Regions from separate parts of the Gossypium arboreum genome. Here region 1 is linked to region 2. A link is a contact called in public Hi-C data. All regions are on one chromosome and are shown on one strand. The core of a region is the stretch at or near the end of the contact, and the rest is flanking DNA. Distances in the headings are between cores, read along the strand shown. Region 1 holds the start of LOC108458056. Region 2 holds the start of LOC108460663 (E3 ubiquitin-protein ligase RING1).

Region 1 (4,905 bases), core at 1,587-4,086, 290 kb before region 2:
GATTGATGTGGATCAAACCGAGTGCAAAGAATTTTTTTTACTTATTTTCTTGACATGGAAAGGGATTGCATGTATTGATTAGTTTCCTCCAAAACACGGAAAATCCGCAACACTATGAGTCCGAGAAAACAAAATCTGATTGCAAAATAACTCATTATGAATATCAATCTTGCTGTTCAACCAACAAACAAAGCATCTGTCTACAAAGCAGGAGAGGCAGATGCCTCCTCTTCAGTGAAAAACGGGATAGGTTTTGTTGGAGAAGGAAGGCGGCCAATGCTGTCAACTTTATCCTTCAATTTCGGAGGAGGCCTGGCTGGTTTTGGCAACAACCTGCCCTTCTTTTCAAACCACTCAGGTTTGAGCAAAGCTCTCAACCCTAATTTGTTATAATGAACTCTCCTCACAGATCCACCCGCAGCTTCGACTGCTTCCTTTGCTCTAACAGTCACCCTTGACACCTGTAAATTTCAACAGTCAGATCGACTCCTTTTCCCGGTTCCAATCAATTAAGAAAAGGAAACACATGCATAATGAATCGACGCACGGAATCTAAAGGTTCACTCAATTCAACATCACAGAACATATTTAACTAGCACCCGGAAAACACTAGTAAAAAATTAGAAGTCTATAAGCGTGATTGATCTATCTGAAAGTAAAACCTATAAAAGATATCGTGCAAGTAGAATTAATAAATACATTAGATGATGTGTGGTTCTTTTAATTATTCTAAACCAACATAAGTTAATTCAAAAAGGGCTAAGAAGAAGAAATGACAAGTCAGCAGTGTAACATGAACGATTTAAGTCAAATCTTTTACCTCGAGATGAATTGGCCATTTGATCTGTTCAGCACCACGACCCATCAACCTTACTCCATCCTCTATCTGTTTCCCGATGGCCCCAGCATCCTATGTAACAGCAATAATTAGTGTGAATTACGCTTAAAAGGTGATTTAACTTCGAATATCAGAGCAAGAGTTAACTCTACCTTGAGTGTCTTCATCGTGATCAATTCATGAGAATCTATCTTCCCAGCATTTATAAGCTTGGCAATTTTTCCCAATCCTACCGGCTGCCGGAAAAACGAATGTACAAGTAATTTAACAAGTGAAGAGAAAAAGCTCAAATAAAAAATGAAATACAACTACAACCAAAATATTTGAACGAATATGCTAACCTTACAAGAAGTAAAAAAAAAATTAGTACTCAAATTTTCTCGATGTCATGAACATCAACACAAGAATTAATTCTCAATGCCAAAAAAGTACAGAACGGAAATTCTAACTTATTTATTCCTTTAAAAAGTAGTGTTAAAGTAGCTAAACAAGATAGAAACCTCAATGGACTAAAAGAAATGGAATATGAACATCACCACGGAAAAGCTGACTACAAGCATTCAAGATAATCAATACATAAATTTCCATCTCACATGATACCATATTGGAGATATCAACTGGCAACAGTACAATAGCACATTTCCCTTTAGAACTTCAAATATGTTGGACCTCTATATATGAGTTTGCACAAAGGATTAAAAAAGAAAAGAAAACTTTTTTAAAAGTGACAAATAACCCAAAGAAACATCAGCTTGTAAGATGGTTATAGGAGAATCAAAATACATATCCCAATATCCAGCAGCAATGATAGATCAAACCTCAAAATGTGAAAACTATGAGAAAATGATTCTCCTTCCTTTCTAACTTATGAGTAAAATAAGCTCAACATGCAATCGCATTGAGGTGCGGATTGATAAAGTGTGTAGAAATCCTGGTCTAGCTGATTCATTTTCATCTTTTGGCCAAGTAGAAAAGTGTAGCAAGGAACAACCATGATAATGTGCCATGTTTTCTACTCTTAATTCATTCCCCCAAAGGAGAAAGCAAGAACTAGCATTTCACTCACAAATGCACTAGTTACCAACCAATTAGCAAACTTCAACATTTACATACAATTCCCTTTCTTCAAATAAACATAATACACAAGTCAAGAGAAACACTGTAGCAAGGAACAACCATAATAATGCGCATGTTTTCTACTCTTAATACTTTCTCCCCACAAAAATGGACTACGGCAAGAACTTGCATTTCACTTACAAATTCACTAGTTACCATCCATATAGGAAATTCCAACATTTACATATATACATGTATATTTGAAATTGCATATTTTCAGTATCAAATAAACATAATACATAAGCCATGAGAAAGGAGACATTAATTCAACATATAATTCATATAAAGGCAACGAAAGAAAACTTCTAGAAAGAAAAGTATCCCTTCAGATTTACAAAATATCTAAGAAAAAATAAAGAAAAATGGTACTTGAAAAGTGAGGCTGAAAGGGTTCTTAAAGCCGCGTTTAGGCAAACGCCGCCGCATAGGGGTCTGCCCTCCTTCAAATCCCAACTTGCCATTACCTCTAGCTTTCTGTCCTTTATGTCCTCTCCCAGCCGTTTTTCCTTTACCAGACCCAATCCCTCTCCCTTTCCTCGTCTTCTGTTTTCTGGGAACATTGTCTTTCAGATCATTCAAGCTCAAAAGACTATAAGACCTAATACCCTGAAACCATAATGACCCATTTTTGCTAATGGGGTTGGAACATTGGAGAGATTGCAGGGAATGGAAATGGTGGAGTGGTGATGGGCTGCAGATGGGTTTGGTCTTGAGGAAATGAGAAGAAACTGAGGATATTGAAGGGAGTATTCTTCTAATCATTGCAAAAACTGTTAGGGTTTCGGGGCTTTCAATCGAATTGGGAAATTTTGATCATGTGTTACGGTTGTGATCTAGGGTTTCGTTTCATAAAAAAGTGACCTAGCTTGTGGGAAATTTTGATTTAAAGGGTAAACTGCAACACAGGTCAGCCAACTATTGTCCTTTTCCTTTTTGGTCACCCAATTACCAATTTTTTTAATTTGGTTACCCAACTATTACCCCTTTTCTCTTTTGGTCACCTAACTATCAATTTATTAAATTTGGTCACTCAACTAATCGAGATTGTTCTCTTTTGTCCATTTCCGTTAAGTGCGATTGACAGGAGAGTAACATGGCAATTGAAAAATTAATATAAGAATAAATTTATCCCTCAATTTTTACATTTTATGTCAATTTAGTCATAATTTTAAAAAATTAACCTTCAAAATTTATAAATAATCTCAATTTGATCCTCAAAACTTACCTTCCTCTTTCGCTTCCCCCACACCACTACCATCCACCTCCTCCTCCAAGTGGGGCAACTGATTATGAAGATGACCATGCTTTATAATAAATAAAGAAAATTGGAAAAAGGTTGTTTCTTACAACTGGGCAATAAATTAACAATCAATTGCAATCTTCTAATTGCTGAGATATTAATATTGTTATTAATTTACTGTTTATGCAACTCTGTCCCCAAATGGGGCGAGGCTCCACCAAACTCTGTATAAACCAAACAGGAGAAAGGTGAAACTAGAGGTGGAGGCAACAATGATAGTGGCGGTGGGACAAGTCGAAAAAGAAAGGTAAATTTTGAGGATCAAATTGAAATTATTTTTAAATTTTTAGGATTATTTTAAAAATTATGATTAATTTAATATAATATATAAAAATTAAGGGTTAAATATGTTATTATATCAATTTTTTAACAGCCAATTCACCCACCCATCAACGACACTTAATAGAAAGGGACCAACAGAAATCTCGATTAGTTAGATGAACAAATAAAAAAAGTTGATAGTTGAGTGAAAAAAAAAATAGGTGACTGGTGGTGTAGTTTACTGTTGTTTAAATTAGTGATGTCACTGTGTTAGAAGAAGAGAAGCTTTGGGATTTTAGGGTTACTGAAAATTAAACGACAACTGTTTTATCTTTGGAAAAACTGTGGGTAAATTTTATAAATAGTGATTCAACTATTAGTTTATTTCCATTAAATCTCAAATGGAATGTTGATTTGATTTTTTTATTGGTATAATAATAAAATTATCCCTCCAATATTTAGAGATTTTATAAATTTAATCTTAATTATTAAAAAGTTGATAAATGCAACCAAGAACTTTACACATCCTATCAATTTAATATTGATTTTTAGAAATTAAATTTTTAATAAACTTTAAAAACAAAACTATATTTAAATTTTTTAATAAAATACATATAAAGTTATAAAATATTTATAAATAAATAACTAATTTTCTCATTTTCTAAAATGACATTTATTTATTAAAATAATAATTTTATAAATAAAACAAATTAAGGAAATAAACCATGAAGAAAACTTAAGCAACTTTTTCTTTTTTCAACATTAATGACCAACATATTCATGTTGGGTCAAAAACTATAGCATGAGGTTGAAAAGGATAAGAATCGAAGTCTTTAGTTTGTTGCCTAGAGAGTATGTTGAGTTTGAGGATGCGGCAAAATTAGGGATATATAAGCGAGGATGAAGTTTTAGAGGCCAAGTAGGTGGAAGGCTATGTTGACAACTCCACAACTAATTCCTAATTAGATGGCGCAACAAAGGAAGATGTGAAAATAAATGGGTCCAGCGTAAGGATTATTGGTGTCAGTGATTGTTGGCAAAGGGGATTCCCAACACTCAACAAATTTGGCGAGTACTAATGAACAAGACTAAAGGCATAACAACTAAATTAATATTTATAAAATAAAATTGAAAAAGGAAATTTGAATATACTTTTAAGTTTTGTGGGGTTTTAAAAATTATTTTATTTATCAAATTATTATTTCAATAGATAATTTCATGTTAGACAGAGAGAAAGTTGGGTATTCATTTATTTATAAATTTGTATGTATTTTATAAAATCTTATGTGTTATTATCAAAAATAAAATTTTAAATAATTTTTATTTTTAATAAGTTTTTTAATTTTAAATTTTAAGAATAAGACTAAATTAATAGAATGTATAAAACCTA
Region 2 (4,465 bases), core at 1,767-4,266:
CAAAATGCCTTTTTGGCAGAATATAATTGATTTTATAAACCAATTTTGCTAAATACCCGACTCATTTTACTGGATACAAACGAAAACCAGAATAGCTGGAGACGGTAGCAATATGGTATGATTGCAGAGATCAGTCTTTATAGAAAACCCGCTAAATAAAATTTTAACCTATTTTGAAGAGAAAGATATGCACCTTCTTCAAGTAGGCATAAATTGAACCTAAACCTTATCCCAGTTCCGATGCACCCTAACATTTTAGCTAACAATTAATTCTCTTTTAGAAAGGTAAAGAGGGGATTAACAATAAGTTCAACCTCCTTACAAGGTTATTAAGCAAACATGGATTATCAGCATATCATCCACTCAACTGAGCATATTGAATTGAAGTTCCCAGATAATATAATACCACTATTTCAACAGCATCAAAATTTATTCAGATTGGTTGATTGAACCACAGTTGGAATGGGGAAGAACTCGTGCTCAAGTCTTCAACTGACACCCATCCTGGGTTCAATCCGGGGACCCTTATTAAAAAAAAAATCATATTGACATTTGACATTGGTCAGTATGAATGCAAGAGAAGGCACAAGCAGCATTAAAAGAGAAGAATCAAAAGCTACTAGCCACTCTCAGTATTAAGATGTTCACTAGATTTCAGCAAGATGTTCTCTCAAAAAAAATAAATAAATAAAGCAGTCTAAAGAAAATAGAAAAGGTTTAATGCCCCAGTGCTAAGACCACAAGTGTCTTCAGAAAGCTTAACAATAAAATAACATGCAAGACAATCTATACACAAGTTTGAGAACTTGGCAGGAGTTTCTTCCATGGATTACAATGTCAGTGCCACAAGTTCATAAACAGCAAGTATATAATGAAATTATGGTTCTATATTTTAATTCCTCACCTTGACACCCTCACAACTACTACTTTTCTCTCACAACTTATGTGCTCCTTCACCTTACTACCTAAATAAAAAGACAACCCAACTTCCACTCTTTTGTGGAAGAACACCTCAATCAGATGCCAATATGCCAGAATAAAACAGTAAAATTATCATTGTACTTTATAACTTCTCACATCAAAAGCTAAGCTACACTTTGGGTTTTGAAAGCACGAGACAAGAAAGTTTTTGATACTTAATCAAGTTCAGACTTCTCCATTCCCTCGGAAGGTTAAGATAGGATTAAACATATATAACCTCAAAAATGTATTATTTATCTCCACCTTCATAATTATCAACTACACTCTTTATAGATAATTACCAAGTTGAATGGACAGAGAGCACACAAAATGAAGTGCTAATAAACTCAAATTTTAGTTCTTGCTCAGTGACTCCACTAGTGACATTTTACAAATATTTTTATAAAGAAAGACGAAAGATGGTTTTGAAATTTGAAGGCATCATGGTGTCAATGAATTCAAGGAAATAATCTAAAATAGCCTATCAGACATTACATTTGACAGTCAGTGACTTCCAAGAAAAGAATGCATCTATTCGTCTTTGACTAATTACTTCCTATAAAATTCACACAATTGCATGTTTCATTTGCTGATCAAATGCTGCAAGATCCTAAGGCAATAAAAGAGCTTCATAACATGCATGAAAATTCGATAATTTGTCATGCTTAGCAGGCCTTCTCATTTTCTTCTCCAGATTCCTCATGACCTTGGAATACCCAAAACTCGGATGAAAAGCTTCACTATATTAGCTCGTAAATTCATTTGATCATCATTCAACACTAAATTTGATTCGCAATAAATTGAACTAAAATCCCAACTTTTAGAAACACCAAAATTATCAAGATCGCACTAGAAAAAAGGGTATCATAATGCATACAATTGTTAAAACGGAATAAAGATACTCACAATTCTCAATCCAAATCTTCTTGCCTCGTCTCTGCATTATCACCTGGTGCAGGTCCAGGTCCCCGAGCCTGAAACGGCCAAGGCAGCGATATCCTAAAACTCCTCTCGACAGTCCGATTATCCCCATCAGACCTCTGCCCACTATTATCACCGTCATTACCTCCACTGGTCCCTTGTGCCCCGCGAACCCTCCTCTCATAATCAGGATCATCAGTAGGCAGCTCGTGACGACACACGGGGCACGAATTATGCAATTCCAGCCACGGCAATAAGCAATCCTTATGATAAAGATGCTTACAGGGCATCTGCTTGGCTTCAGTCCCTTCCTCGAAATCGTCCATGCAAACTGCACACTGGTTGAACTCCGAATTCAAGTTACTCTTCGTTATATTCACCAAAGGCAGCGCTTCAATGGCTGATTTAGATGCGGGTGGGGTCCCATACCGGTTAGGGTCGTTTTCGGCCAGCTGCTGGATCAATTGCTCAAGGCCCGGTCCGATGAAATAATCCCCGATGTTCGCCGGAAGCCGAAAGCCCTGGTCGGACGGATTGTTCTGGATCACGAACTCGATCTGCGCCCCGCTTGAACGCAGATCGTTGAGATGATTCTGGATGAAGGTAAACGGATCGAAAGCGAACGGGTCGCCTCGACCTGAGCGGGTCGGCCCAGATAGGCTAGGGTTATTAGGGTCAATAGAAGCAGAGGATGAGGTAGTTGTGGATGAAGAGGACGGAAAAAGGAGCGGAAGGAGGGAAGCGAACGGATCCGATAACGTCAAGAAAGGGTCATGGAACGGGATTGAGTTCGGATTCGGGTTTAGGAAACCGGAGCCTTGATTAGGGTTTGGGTTGTCGTATTCTTCGAGGAAACCCTCGTTGCAAATGGGACAAGTCGGATCAGAAGAGGGAGGGGATATTGTTATGTTAACGGTACGGCTGCATTGGTAGCAAAAGAAAGGCTTATTGGTTACGCCGACGGTGTTAGCGCCGCCGCCGCCGGTGACGTTCCCGTCGGACGACATGTTTCACCTTTTAGAATTGTTTTGGACGGAAAAGCCAGAGAGGAAAAGGATATGTGTATCGAAGGTGGTCTTTTAGGGAGATCAATTTTCTCTTTTTAGAGGCTTCTAGAAGCTATACCAAGTTTAATTAATTACTTTTTAAATAATTAGAGGGTATTTGATGGTCACTATTCACTACTACAATCTAATTTCTTAGCCAACAAATTTTAAATTGTGCCCACCCTCAAAATATTTTAATTAAATTTTTAATTATCTCATTATTAATTTGTATATTAAATGTTCGATTAAATTTTAATTTAATTGACATTATTACTTATCTTAATATATAAAATATACAAATTTAAAACAACTATTATCTTTTAATTTAAAGGTCATGAACGAGTTATAATTTATTTAAGTATTGTCTCAAAAAATAGAGACTTAACATTTAGTCAATTGGTTAAAGTTGTAAGCTCTATAATTATATTCTGAGATGGAATTTAAAAATTGCTTGTTAATGGTGTGCGTGATAAAAATGTTTTATTCTAATCAATGATATATGAATTGCACTAAAAAAATACGAAAATATAATTACTATATGGACAACTTGAATCTAATATATTAAAAATCGCTTGCTAGTGGTGCAAGTAGTAAAAGTGATTTACTCCTACCATTAACGTGTGAGTTGTAAAAAAAAATAATCACATAAGTGTGATTAGTCCCAGATAATAAATGTAATCAATTAATCTTCTAAAGATAGTTAATGGTTATAAAGTCTTTTCATGGTTGATAACTAGAGAAACTAGCTTAAGGTCATGCCAATGCCGGGCTCAACCACCTAAAATCGTTAGGTGGGTCGACAATGTTAGGTCTTGCTTACTAGACTAATGAAACCACCCATACCCGTATAACCATTGCAAATACATGCTCCAAAAATACAAATAAGTTGACCTTAAAAACGACAAAGAAATTAAGCATAAACACCGCATAGGGGAAGTTACAAGAACCTTAACCTAAGACAACTTTTAAGCAATACAAGTAGCTATCGTTGTTATACTTTAAACGTTGGATCGACTGACCACTAACTCTAATCAGCCATCAACCCATCAAACAAACAGGCTACATGATTATTGCTTCAGTCAAGGTCTTGATCCTACCCCTGAATGAATCAATCAAATTTCAGCACAAATCTTTCCTTTGAGGAAGTCCCACCTTCCTCAACCCCCTCGGTCCTTCTTTCTTATTCTTGTAGTGGTAGCTCGATTAGCTTCATTCCATCACCTCCTCTCAAACAACTTAACTAATGTTTCATGAGTTCAATTTCCTTGGGCATAGCCCATCAAATGTGTTCCTTCTCTACCTTTTCTAGAATCTCTTTTGATTTGTAGCAATATCTTGACTCATTTCCTCCTACCCAACTCTAAGATTTTCGCTAGACCCGATCCGAAGTCCAAAGGTCCGCTTGAATGGTAAAAAGGTTGGCCAAAAATGCAAGTTCAAAAAATCGGTTTAGGCAAAAAATAATGCATGTTTTTAAACGAGTCAAGTTTCAGATAAAATTTTTTTATTTTTGGCTTGGCCTGACCTGAATCTATTGT

What was found. A called contact is a pair of places that touch in the nucleus more often than the background predicts.
Region 1: a contact with region 2 is called in a Hi-C map of leaf, with 3 times the contacts expected there. The contact joins the promoter of LOC108458056 here to the promoter of LOC108460663 in region 2. A contact is called at or near these places in 2 of 5 Hi-C or Micro-C datasets (both in leaf).

Annotation. Positions count from the first base shown.
Region 1 is chr4:116,540,360-116,545,264 of ASM2569848v2, reverse strand. LOC108458056 reads right to left here and starts at 2,836. Exons shown (of 4, transcript XM_017757295.2): 1 at 2,324-2,836; 2 at 991-1,074; 3 at 821-910; 4 at 120-461. The coding sequence starts at 2,716. The coding sequence ends at 201.
Region 2 is chr4:116,254,796-116,259,260 of ASM2569848v2, reverse strand. It overlaps LOC108460663 (E3 ubiquitin-protein ligase RING1), which reads right to left and starts at 3,016. Exons shown (of 4, transcript XR_008281276.1): 1 at 2,311-3,016; 2 at 1,867-2,219; 3 at 407-524.